2 separate regions of the Mus musculus genome follow, and region 2 is linked to region 1. The links are chromatin contacts, called in public HiChIP or PLAC-seq maps. All regions are on one chromosome and are shown on one strand. The core of a region is the stretch at or near the end of the contact, and the rest is flanking DNA. Distances in the headings are between cores, read along the strand shown. Region 1 overlaps Phb (prohibitin). Region 2 overlaps Gm11523 (a long non-coding RNA gene).

What was found. HiChIP or PLAC-seq counts read pairs in DNA pulled down with a chosen protein or histone mark.
Region 2: a contact with region 1 is called in an H3K27ac HiChIP or PLAC-seq map of differentiating embryonic stem cells, with 6 times the contacts expected there. The contact joins two enhancer-like sites. A contact is called at or near these places in 3 of 484 Hi-C or Micro-C datasets (cerebellum and cortical neurons) and 1 of 115 datasets of contacts at active chromatin or transcription factors (differentiating embryonic stem cells).

Annotation. Positions count from the first base shown.
Region 1 is chr11:95,674,063-95,680,548 of GRCm38.p6, forward strand. It overlaps Phb (prohibitin), which reads left to right. Exons shown (of 7, transcript NM_008831.4): 4 at 1,080-1,222; 5 at 1,508-1,624; 6 at 3,989-4,084; 7 at 5,632-6,486. The coding sequence ends at 5,844. Among named protein-coding and RNA genes, the nearest start is that of Gm29873, 10 kb to the right of the region's middle. Within about 2 kb of position 2,434, at least 34 of the 459 cell types and tissues checked have an H3K27ac peak or open chromatin away from gene starts, as enhancers often do. A contact at or near this core is called in differentiating embryonic stem cells, where this site is marked.
Region 2 is chr11:96,873,350-96,879,835 of GRCm38.p6, forward strand. Gm11523 (a long non-coding RNA gene) reads right to left here. Exons shown (of 4, transcript XR_880183.2): 2 at 504-2,716. Among named protein-coding and RNA genes, the nearest start is that of Gm11523, 4.0 kb to the right of the region's middle. RefSeq lists an enhancer at 1-1,105. Within about 2 kb of position 2,587, at least 147 of the 459 cell types and tissues checked have an H3K27ac peak or open chromatin away from gene starts, as enhancers often do. A contact at or near this core is called in differentiating embryonic stem cells, where this site is marked.

The DNA.
Region 1 (6,486 bases), core at 1,184-3,683:
TCAGAAAGAGAGGAGGGGAATAGGACGTCTGTCTGCTGCTCCTGCAGAGTGCTGGGCCTGGCTTGCCTACTGACAAGAGGAAATAGAAGGTGGGACGGGGGTGATGGGGAAGAGTGAGGCTGGACTTAAAATCCTGCTTCTAAACTTTCCGCCCTTGGGCTTCCTGTCCCTGTTGTCTCACAGATGTGCTAAGTTGTATTTGTACCTTTGCTTGTTAAAGAGACGGGCAAGTCCAGAGATCACAGGCTTGTGTGTAGTTGTGAATTTCCCACTTCTCCGAGTGGCTGGGTCAGGACTCCCAACTCATGGCGGGGCTGGTGGTGCTAGTGGTAGCTGTGCTTTAGCTCTGCACCGACCTGAGCTGTCAGGGAGTGGGTAGGGGCTGACTGTCTCCTGGATGCATGTGGATATCGAGCCTTTTGAATTCACCCTGCCATTGGCTTAATGGCCTTTGTTTAGACTTTATCAGAAATCCTTACACATCAGTGTGCTGAGGTGCCACTTTCTCTCGGGTGTCAGGAACCAGGCCCTGGATGAGTCTGATAACCTAGCCGTAGTCTGCTGTCTACTCGAAGGTGCTGTCATGATTGCTCTTCACTCTCACAGCCCAATACACTCAGTTTGGCTAAGACTGGGTCCTGCCATTCGTGCCAGCACAATGGTACCCCATCCCAGGTCAGTGACTCTGGATGCTGTTGCCACCAGATCCCAGTAACCCAGGGCCCCTGACTCTGATGCAAGCACACACGCCAGCCCTTAGGCTCACTCTAGAATCCTTGGCATTAGCTTATATGTTTCTTAAGGTGTTCACAGTCCCAAACCCTCTTTGGTCACATGGCCTAAACTGCTCTCATCAGAGGGCATTCAGAGTGTACTGAACCGCTAATGTATCCCCATCCTGTCAGTGGTTCCTGACTGGTGCTGAGTGCTATGCTGGGCTCTGCTGAGGAACTAGACTCTCTCCTCTAGGGTCTAACTGAAATTCTGAATATGGCTTATAGTGGACTTAGAGTAGGAAAGTCATAGAAAAGCCCACCTATAGTGTTTGTGTCTAACTCCCATATACTCCCTACCCTAAGACTTGCAGAACGTCAATATCACACTGCGAATCCTCTTCCGGCCGGTGGCCAGCCAGCTTCCTCGTATCTACACCAGCATTGGCGAGGACTATGATGAGCGGGTCCTGCCTTCTATCACCACAGAGATCCTCAAGTCGGTGGTGGTGAGTGAACAGGGTGCCACCTACAGGTGGCTGGGTGGCCAGGAGAGCATGGGAGTAGTGGTGGGTAGGTAGCTGGGTGGCTGGGAGAGCGTGGGGGTGGTGGGTAGGAGGCTGGGTGGGCAGGAGAGCATGGGGGTGGTGGAGAGCGTGGGGGTGGTGGGTAGGAGGCTGGGTGGGCAGGAGAGTGTGGGGGTAGTGGGTAGGAGGGTTATAGCCATGAGTGTGCCGCTTGTTTCTCCTTCCTCAGTAACCTGACCAGATTTCTGTCCATCCCTCTGTGGCCAGGCTCGATTCGATGCTGGAGAATTGATTACCCAGCGAGAGCTGGTCTCCAGGCAGGTGAGCGATGACCTCACAGAGCGAGCGGCAACATTTGGGCTTATCCTGGATGACGTGTCCCTGGTAAGGTTCACGGGGGCACTGGGGGAAGGGCTGCTTCTCTTGCTTCAGAGACTGGCTTAGTTTCTGGGCACACAGGGTTAGGTCCCATGTCCACTTAACTGGGTGTAGGGCTTGAAAATCTGAAAACGTCTCAGCGTCTGAAGCCACCGTCTCAGGTCTCTTTTGTTGAGCATTCTTTAGGTTTCGTCTGCCGCACACATTGTCCTCTTAACTCTGATTGCCCCCATGCTCCCTAACCACTGAACTGTCTCCCACGCTCCCTAGAAAGTGATTCCTATAGGCTTTGTTGGGCACAGGGAATGGCTGACTGGTCAGCCTGGGAGCGACTGGCAGTTTTCCTGTCTAGAGTAGGACTGGCTCAGGGATTCCTCAGCAAGGGAGTCCTGGGAGCCTCTGGTGAAAGGCAATAGAAGGCCAGTGAGTGACTGTTCCTGCGCCTGGAGCAGAGGAGAGGGCGGGAGACACCTCCGAGGCGTAAGCAACAGTCACCTCCCGAGACTATACTCTCTGTATTAATGTGAAGCTGGGTGTCATAACTTCAACGGAAGGCAATATAGGAAGTATAGTGTTTCAGACCAAGGTGAGGGGAAGGGGTCGTGTTTCTAGAGTCTCTGGGAAAAGTCTTGGAGTGATTTGTCAGGTAACGAGGCAGAGTGCTTCCTGTTCTCCCTGTGGCCAGCCTGGGAAAGAAAGGCCAGGCTTCCCCTCGCATCCGTGCAGCTGTTCAAACAGCCATTCTCTGAATGAGCATCCCCCTCCAGGCACGGCCTCCTTCCTCTGTCTCTCCTAGGGGAAGGGCATGTGGCTCCCTCTTCTGGCAGCATGCCAGGTTGCAGCCCCCGACTGCAGCAAGCCTTGCTCCAGGCTCTCCCAGTTAACACAAGCACCTTGGCAGTGAGAACACACTAGTAAAAACCTAAGAGAAACTTGGCATCTTTCTAGACTCTGACCACAGACTCCGTCCTGGGGAAATGTGGGCTGACCACAAGAAACCATAGCTAAGAGGTGTGAGAAGAAAATTAGATTTCCTGGGGAATTTGCTGCCCTCAGCTGGCCCTTTCAGAAAGACATTTTATTCTTTAATTACACATTTAGCTTTTCAATTCTTAGGATTGTATTTCCGAATCCAAGCTTCAGATGAGAGTCCAGGAGTGGATCAGGGAGAGTTGGGCAGCTGCAGGGTAAGATTTAGCTGGCGTATTGGCCCATGCCTGTAACTGCCGTGCGTTCCAGCCTACCTGGGCTACAGGGTAAGACTGTCTCACAAAAAGAACAGAAACAACCCCAAAGACGTGTAGTGTGAGAAAGATGTGGGGCCAAGATTTTTGCTTGTATTGTACAAGGCAGAGATTGGGGGGGAGGGGTGAAGCAAATCGCACTTGAACCTAAAGTAATTAGCACCGTGTGAACTTTTTTCCTAGACTTACTTTTTTTAGCTCACATTTATGTTTTATCTGTGTATGTAAGTGTGCCACATGCATGCACCAGATACCCTGTGACTAGAGTTACAGATGGTTGTGCACTGAGAGTCAAACCTGTGCCCTCTGCAAGAGCAACCGGTGTTCTTAACCACTGAGCCATCTCTCCAGCCCCTGCGCCTTCTGCAATAAAAAGTTGGGTACAGTGACTCGCTCTAGGCTAGACCTTTAGAGTGCCAAGGTCTGTTCCCTCTTCTGTGTTATCCTCAGAGAGTCGCTTCGGCCAAATAGTCCCAGCTACTTAAGTGATTAGGGAAGGTCTGTGGACATTCAAGCTGGGGCTCTCTCCCTGACCAATGGCTTTACCTGCCTTTCTTTTAAACCCTTTACCAGAACTACGTGTGTGTCAGGGATGCCGTGACTTGCAGGCCACCCTCTGTCTTCCTGTCTAGGGTGGAAGCGCTATGAGAAGGAAGGGGCTGGTTAATCCATAAGCAGAGACCGTCGGGCTCGCATCCCTGGGAACCAGCTGCAGCCCCTGCTCTCAGGGGCTCGGCTTCCCATCTGCCTCCCCCCACCCAAGTCTTGGAACGGGGCATCAAAAGCTCTTGGAAGAGCAATAGTCAGTGATGGGGGTCCTGGAACCCCTGAGTTCCTTCCTCTGGGGAGCTGATTGATTGCGTAGATCCCTTCCAGTGTCCCTGGGCCCCATCAAAGCTCCAGGTGCCACTCTCCTCATGGCGTGACTGAAGTCTGTGTAAGCACTGTGTGAAGGGCTAAGAGTGCAGAGGTGTGAACATGGCGTGAACGAGGGGACCGAGATGGAAGGGCATCTTCTTGCACCTCCAGCCGCCGCTAGCGCCATTCCTTGCAGTGGCCAGGAGCCCTCCCAGCAATGCTGTCTAAGCCATTACTGCCTCAGCTTGTACTCACTTTCTCCCCACAGACACATCTGACCTTCGGGAAGGAGTTCACAGAGGCAGTAGAAGCCAAACAGGTGGCTCAGCAGGAAGCGGAGAGAGCCAGATTTGTGGTGGAAAAGGTGAGTGTTCAACCAGATGGCAGAAACAGCCTTTCCCTCCTAGTGCTTGGCTCCCCCATCTGCCGGGTGGCCTAGAAATTGGTCATCTGTCTGGGATAAGCAGAAGAGGATTGAGGGGTCCTTACCCCTCCGATCAGTTCCAGAGTCTGTGGGAGCTGTCGGGGTTATGAGCTTATGGTCCTAAATCACTGAAGGGTCACTTACTTCCTACTTCCCAAGATCAAAAACCCTCTCCTACACATAAACATGTTCCCCCTGGCATGTTTTCAGCCTCGCTGAGGAGTTACTTCTACACCGAGGTTACATAGTGAAACCGACAGCAGAGGAGATCAAACATGCCAGATGTGCTTGGTGGGGGTTTTTTTTTTTCCCCTGTTGTCGAATCTACCCAGATGTTTCAGAGAGTGACGGAACACAGTGTATGTGCATAGTAGCCTCCTCTTCCTGGCGAATGTAAAGGCTTTTTGCTGTCTGCCTCTTCCTGCCACTAGCTCTCCTAATCTAAGGATGTTTAATCCTTAAAATGCAGAAAAGGCATTTGGTTGTGGGGAGCACGCCCCCTGAGTAGGCAGGAATGTTTCCCTTTGTGTCTACTGTGGCTCCGAACCTTAACAGGTCTAGTGCTGCTGGGTGATGTTGGGCGTGTAATAAACATTTGTTGAGCAGACGGCTTAATGTTTCGAACTGAGCACTAAAGATGCAGCTCGGTGACAAGAGGGAAGGCTGCGTGTTGAGTTCAGAGTCTTAAAGCCAAACTCTCCTCCCATGCTCTGAAAATCATATATCCTGATAGATGTCGTCCTGCTGGCTTTGGTAGGGTGAGCCAGAGACATCTTTGGGTACATGCCGGAGTCAGAGTTTTCTACGGGTAACTGCAAAGGGCAGTCACTGCTCTTAGGGTGCTTAATTTGTTTATTTGTGGTGCCCCAGAGGTCAATCCCTAGGAGATGTGTCACTGAGCTACACCCAGCCCAGCTCTGCTAGGGTTGTTTTGGAGGTTTGCTTGCTTTTTTTTTTTTTTTTTTGTCTGTTTGGTTTTTGGGTCGTTTGTTTGTTTGTTTGTTTGTTTGTTTGTTTGTTTTGTTTGTTTGTAGCCCTGGGTGACCTAAAATGTCCTGTGTAAGCCAGGCTTGCTTCAGGCTTTCAGTGAGCCGCCCATCTGCCATCGCCACGTTAGTGCTAACATAGTTGTTAGCCACCACACCGGGATGTCCTGGCTTTGATGGAAGTCATTTTGACGTGGCACTGGAAGGAAAGACGGACCTAAAGATTGATTTGATTCCTGCTTTCCCTTTCTGTTTCCGTGGCTTTGGATCAGCATATAAGTGACCATGTCCATATAGCCAAGAGAAGCATGTCCTATAGTGACACGTGGACATGAAGGGAACGAAGGAGACTGGGAGGACAGTTTTGACCCCATTGTAAGGGAAGAACGCTCCCAGGGGACCTAGTAGGTCCCCTCTGAAGGGGCCTGGCTTTGTCCTGGTTAGGCCATGGCTTGATATGAACGCTATGGAGTAATCTCAGTCTCCCCTCCTCTTCTGTAGGCTGAGCAGCAGAAGAAGGCAGCCATCATCTCTGCTGAGGGTGACTCCAAGGCCGCTGAGCTGATCGCCAACTCGCTGGCCACGGCAGGCGACGGCCTGATCGAGCTGCGGAAGCTGGAGGCCGCCGAGGACATTGCGTACCAGCTCTCCCGCTCTCGGAACATCACCTACCTGCCAGCGGGCCAGTCCGTGCTTCTCCAGCTTCCCCAGTGAGGCCAGCCGGGCCACGGCCTCCATCATGCTGAATGACGCCTTCCTTCTGCCCCACCCCAGAAAATCACTGTGAAATTTCATGATTGGCTTAAAGTGAAGGAAATAAAGGTAAAATCACTTCAGATCTCTAATTATCAAGCGAAGCTTTTATTGTTACACTTCTTACCCTCTTTCATATCCAAAATTGCCAAGTGCCTCTGCAGACTGGCCTTCCACCCTAGGCGCGGGCAGTTGGCAGAAGAAAGGCAGGGCAGTGTGTAGTGGATGGGCAGCCTGCTGGCAGCCTGCATAGGCCTAGGGCCTCCATTCTGCCGTATATTGAAGATTTAAAGACAGTGGCACACACACTTGAACAAAAGCAAGCCCTCAGTGTTTCCAGCCATTTGAACCTGGACAGATGCAGCTGGGGAGGGCCAGAGGAAGTGGTCTATCTCAACTGTAAGGCCCATCCCCTCTTAACCATGACCAGCGGAAGCAGGTGTGTGTGACCAGGGCACGGGGTGAAGAATCTGCCCATCAAGGTGGGTGGGCCTCATGTCGCTGCCCCCACCAGAGTCCTAAAACCTGGATGGACTTGGACGGGACAAGAGGCCTGGACTGAGATGTGAGTCCCATGGAAGACTTCCTCTCCACCCCCCACAT
Region 2 (6,486 bases), core at 1,337-3,836, 1.2 Mb after region 1:
TGTGTGTGTGTGTGTGTGTGTGTGTGTTGAGAGCCTGGGGTGCAGAGACAGAAGCAGGTACTGGAGTGGAGTCACAGGGGAGGAAGGGCTTTGTGGAAATGCCCCTGCTTGTTAGTTTTGAGGTAGACCCCTTCACATCTGCTTCCTGCAGACAGGCCAGGTCGGGGAGAAGCTTTCCAAAAAGGAACCAAGGTTTTGCAGCACTGGAAGACAAGAGCTTTTTGTGGGCAGTTGCTGCCCTGGTTCTGAAATAAGCAGGGGCTGTAATTCCCTAAGGGAGCCAGCAAAGGAGCTGAGAAAGCCGGTGGGGGTTGGTGGTGAGGAGGAGGAGGGAGCCCTCTCCCCAACCCTTCTCTGATGGGGACAGGCCTCTTTCTGCTTGTCCAGTGACCGGCCTGACCTCTCCCCCTCAGTGGTTCCCTTCTGACTGACAGACAGACAAAGACAGAGCTGCAGACAATCGACTGAAGAAGGCCCCACAAAAAGGCCCCCTTCCCACTCACCAACCCCTGGGGAGAGGCCCCAGGCCATCTAGGGCTAGAGCTGTCACTCTGGTGGAGATGTCTTCAGGTGACAGGCCTTCAGGGGACAGGGGTGACTAGGAGCTTAGAAAGGTCTGAGATGTTTGAGATTCTGAGTGTGCCTCTTGGAAACCAGGACTTTCCGGGGCGGGCTGGCGGGCGAGTGAGCCAGCGGCCTCCACGGGAAGAAAGAGGGCCTGGTCCAGCGGCTGTCCCTGTCCGTCAGAGCAGTAACAGCCAGGCAGACCTTATACTGTTTGCTAGCTGTGGGGTCTGAGGCCAGCTAGAATCTCTCTCTGGGTCTCTGCTTCTCATCTATAACATGAAGGACCATTCTAGATCTCGAAGGACCCTTGGGGTCTAATATGAGGATTTTTAGCAGACTCTGGGGAGCAGGCAAGCATTGGGAGGAGGCTGGCTTTGAGCACACAGTGGGAGCTTTAAAAGCACCAATGTTTTCCTGCATCAATAATCCACTAGAACATACACGTTTCTGCTTTAAATCACCCCAAGTGACCTTTCTCTTTAAGCAAAACTATTTTTCCTCCTTCAACCACCTTGGGCTTCCTGGTTTGCGATTTAGGAAGAGATGTGAGGTCTGCTCTTGGAATCTCTCCTCCTTGCTGGTTTTTACATTCTCAGTTCTCTCTCTCTCTCTCTCTCTCTCTCTCTCTCTCTCTCTCTCGCTCTCAGGCCCCTTGGGGCTGTCTTGCCCATGGCTTCTGTTTTTTTTTTTTTTACCCCCCACCCATCCATGTCTCCTGAAACTTTTTTACCCCATGTCTCCTGAAACCAGGAATGTTTGAAAAGAAGAGTTATGTCTGAGGTCTTGCAGCTAAACCTCAGAGTCTCAAGGAGAGGACCGTCCTTCCCAATAGAAAGACTTCTAGGCACCTCAAATCCCTAAACATTGTTGGTCCTTATCCCTATCAAGCTTGGAATGGTTTGGGGGGGGCAGTACGTGCAAAAGAACCAGCTGGGGGTATATCAGAGACCACTGGTAAAGAAGGCAAGCTCAGCCTGGGAGTACTAACGTCATAGTGTGGGGGATTATGGGTAAATGGTCTTAAGAACCATGGGCCAAGTCTGTAAGCTTTGAGTGGACTTCTCCTTCCTCCTCTTAGACTGTTGGTTTTTTTGGGGGGAGGGTGTGGGGTACTGGGAGGGCAGTGTTTGACTTTATAGTTCAGGTTGGCCTTGAACTTGTCTGGACCTCCAAAGTTCTCAGCTTAAATACCAAGCCACCGTGCTGACCTTCTCCTTAGTGTGAAATACCACAAGGGCACAGCCAGACCTGGTTCTCTAAATGACCCAGAAACCATGTGTTTTGCCCCCACCCCTCACCCCCATTTCCAACACCTTCAAAAGCAAAATGACAGAGGCCTGCCTGTCTGCCTGTCTGCCTGTCTAGAGGAGCAGTTCTTAACCTTCTTCCTAAAGCTGCAATGTTGTGATGATCTCTCAGCCATAAAATTATTTTTGCTGCTACTTCATAACTGTACTTTTGCTACTGCTATGAATTGTAATGTAAATATTTGATATGCAGAATACCTAATATTGGACCCCAGTGAATGGCTTGTTAGACCCCCAAAAGTGTCGGGACCTACAGGATGAGAACCTCTGGCCTAAAGGTAAACTATGACAGCCTGTCTTACTGCGCCCCAGGGACCTTAGGGAACCTGCCTCTGCAAAACCCAGAAAGTGGAACCTTCAGGGACAGTGTTGGAAGCTGGGCCCTGGAGACCCAGTTGTACCTAAGATAGCTAGGGGAGTGGCGATGCAGACCGATTTCCACACTAGAGCCAGTCATTCCTAAACAGAGAAGTGAGCGCAGGACACTTCTGAGCTCTCTGTTTGCTCGAACACTTGCTGGGATGCAGCCGCAACGCTTAATGAGTTCCTAAGACGTTGGTGCGGGGGTGGGGGGTTAAGGGATAGTGGGCTGGGCAGAGGAGGGGAGGGGGAGGGGAACTGATTAGAATCCCGGCCGTATGGCGAACGCTGCAGAGATGGAGGTAATCACTGAGCGGGCGAGACAGCGTGCTCCGCGACAGCAGGCGGCCCGGCCGTCGCCATGGCAACCGCGGCCTCCGGGGCGCGAGACTCAGCGCAACTCCGCGTCCGCGGTGGAACATCTGCTTTGCGCCCGGCTGCTGGGAGCTGGGGGGAGCGCGGGCTCGGTGGCTCCCCCCACCCTGCGAAAAAGAAACAAATTAGGCCAACTGTCCAATGAGGGGCCGCAAATGTATTTATTAATGCGAGGGAAAGGTTGTTCCGGAGCGCAGTTTGATTAATGTTTGAGTCTTCAGCTTGTCAGTCTGGTTTTGTCTCCTGCAAAGGGGGGTTGGGGGGGGGGTGTTAGGGAGCTGGGGGGGGTTGGGGGCTGGTAGGGGAGTGGGGAGGAGAGAGACAACAAAGCAGGAGGGGATGTTAATAGCCAAATAGGCTCTTTTTCATGTTTCCCTCCGCCTGCCACTCTTGATGGATGGCTCAGACAGACTCTGGAGAGCATTAGGGAGTCGGGAGCCCCTTCAGAGCGATGGGAGAATGGAGGAGACAGGCCTGCAGAAGCCAGGCTGGGGGTCTTTGGGGAGGGAACTCTTGGAGGGTTGCAAGGGAATGACCCCAGGAAGGGGCAACTCCTGTGGAAATCATAGGAAACCCCCACTGACTGTCTCCCTCAGCTCTGCATTGTCCTCTGAGCCTTGGAGACAGGCACTAGGGTCGGAGGGTGCTGGTACATGTACCTCTGAACCCCCGGCAGGCTGGAGAAGCTTTCAGCCTGCCTGCTCAGGGTCGGGAAGAAGAGATGGTTCATACCCTTTCCCTTGAAATTTACATCTCTTTCCTGCTCCTGTCTGTCCAGTCAATCCCTCTGTGGCATTCCCATCCTTGATGCTGGTTCCTCCTGCCTCCTTTCTCTTTGTCTCTGCTATTATTTTTCCCACCTCCTCCATCCCAGCTGGGTGACATCAGCTGCCTGTGTGGGGCCTGCCTTGCAGAGGTGCTATCCGTGGAGCCTGAAGCCTCGCGATGCTTTTCTTCTGAAGTCAGGGAGAGACGCTGGGTCTCCCCACTGGAACTGGAACTTGACCGATTCTTCAGAGCATGCTACCGACCCTCTTCTCCTTTCCCTTCAGTCTTAGCCTCAGCTCTGGCCAGCTCGAGATTACAGACGTCTGGACAGGCAGGTGACTGAGAAACCCAGGAGAATCTCCAATACTCAGGCTGCCCTTTTTTCACACCCCATGTCCCCAAAGAAATAAAGTGGAGAGAAAAAGGAGCTCTTTAAAGCCAAACACGAGCACTAACATGACTTTGCAGCTCATTTTTTTCCTGCTTGCTCAAGAAAGGATTGCATGCATGCAATACAACACACAAGTGTGAAGTTATTAAACACTCAAAAGCTTAAGCAGACCAAAGCCTCGCTTCCTGTGTGTGTTTTACATTGGTTATCATCAGCACCACCGTGGCTGTTAAAGTCATGGGGTTACCCTGTTTAAATGTGGCCACAGCAGGGCTAGGGAGAGCCATGGGGATCAGACTTGAGTAGCTGGATGTCAGCTGGTAAAGGGTGCGCTCTGTCTAAGCCTTTGTTTTCTCGTCAGTAAAACGGGCATGAAGTAAATGATAGTTTAGTTCGTTGTGTGGCAGAGGAATACGGGGGACATTCCACTTGCAACCAACACCTGACACCCTGAGGTACTTAGACACTAGAGAAGTATGGTCACACCCAGCTATGACCTTTGTAGGCTTTTTTTTTTTTCCGAGACAGGGTTTCTCTGTGTAGCCCTGGCTGTCCTGGAACTCACTCTGTAGACCAGGCTAGCCTCAAATTCAGAAATCCGCCTGCCTTTGCCTCCCGAGTGCTGGGATTAAAGGTGTGTGCCACCAACACCCGGCCCTCTATAGGCGTTTTAGTCCCTTCCTTTATACCTCCCATCCTCCCTCATTCCTGTCCCTCAGTCAGTTCCATAGGGTTTCATGTACCCTAGGCTGACCTCAAATTCTCTACATCGTTGAGGATAGCCTTGAACTCTTGAGTCTCCTTGACTCTACATTCAAAGCACGGGGATTACAAATGGAGGCTGCTATGACAGTCTTCAAGCTCTGCATTATCATCATCATCAACAACAACAACAAGGAGGAGGAGGAGGTGCTTCAAAAACTACACACCGGGCCAGCGAAACGGCTCAGTGGGCAAAGGGGCTTACCACCAAGTCTTACAATCTGAGGTTGGTCTCTAGATCACATATGGTAGAAGGAGAAAACTAACTCAAGTTTTGCTCTGACCTCCACATCCACTCCAGGGCACATGTGCCCTCCCCATAATTAGATATTTTTAGAAGCCCACAAACCATTCAAGAAGTCCTGTGTGCTTGTTGTGGAATGAACAGTACAGCATAGAGACTCCTAACACCCAGCTCCAAGGAAGCAGCTTCATGACTGAGAGCTGCATCACTCCCTAAAAAGAGCCACAGAGCCCAGGATATCAGGGAGTGGGGAGGGGGGGGGCATGGAATGGGATCCAGACCTGCATAATGTAGGTGAGGATGTCCCACAGAGGCAGAGAGTCCCCAGAGAGAGAGAGAGAGAGAGGATGTGGCTGGGTCTATAGTGGGAACTTGAAGAGAGTCAAATGCATAGACAGACACTTAGAAACCCAGTGTCTCCCTGTTAGCCCCTCTACCCCATTCCCCTGTGTGTTTGTGTATGTTTGAAACAGGCCTTTTGGGGAGGGACAGGGTCTCTCTACGTAGCCCTGGCTGTCCTAGAAGTTAGAGCTCTGCCTGCCTCCGCCTCCCCAGTGCTGGGCTTAAAGGCGTGCGCCACCACTGCCTGGCTCTTTTTCTTTCTTCTTTCCATTTTTAGGGGAAGATTAATCTAGTGGTAGCATAGTGATGTAGAGGATACATTTATAAGGGAGAGAGACTAGAGGTCACCATTAGGGAGAGAGGGGAGGCACTGAGCTCTAAGGCTCCGAGCTTGATTGACAGGGAGGAAATCCACAGAAACAGTGCTTAGTTGATCTTCCTCTGCTCTGGCTAGAGTCCAGGCTGCCTTATCTCAGCAGATCACTGCAAAGCCAATGTTGTAAGAGCTCACTGTGGGTTCATATTTTCTGCACATCTGTTATGATAGGAAGCCAATGGGATCTATCGTCCCTCAGGCTGATCTGTGTTTTGAGATGTTGGGAATTGGTCACCTTGTGTGTCTTCCTTTGTCCACCTGCCTCCCCGTGACTGATCTCCAAGGTTAAGGGTTCATCTCACGGTGAATATAAATAGCCCTTTTGGGGGGCTTAAGGCTGAGCTTTGCTGGCCTAACACTCTAACAAATGAGTTAGAAGAATGTGCCCATCTCACAGGTCCTGTCCTCTGGGACGCGAAACTCTTAGACGGCGTGCAGTTTGACTGTCAAATAATGAGGGAAATCTATAAGCAAATACCCGGAGCCATTTCTCTCTTTGAGGATATTCACTTCACAGCCTCTCCCCAGGAGGCTGCCTTGTTCTCAATGCTTCTGTGGCTGAGGACACGCGGTAAGAGTCTGTGGGAATCATTGTCAGTCTGTGGTATATTCGGTTTTGCTCTCCTCAGAGGTTCCGGCTCTGCATCTTTGGAAAGTGAGATGGCTTTACTGCAGATACCTTTCAGAAAATAAGCTTCCAGACTGCTCTTAACAATGGCAAAACGTTGAAATAAAAGCATGGCTGGGCACAGAGGGGCCTGGAGGAGGCTGCAGTTGGGCAGAAGGAGTGCCTAAACCCGGGGATTCAAAGCCAGCCCGAGAACACAGGGCAAGACCTTGTCAATCAAAAAAACAAACAAAGCCCAGACCCACAGTCTTTCCTTTTCTTTCATTCCTTCCCTCCTCCTTCCCTCCATTCCTTAATTTTGCTCTCTCTCCTCCTCCTCCTTTTTGAGACAGGGTCTCACTGTGTAGCCCTGGCTGTTCTGGAGCT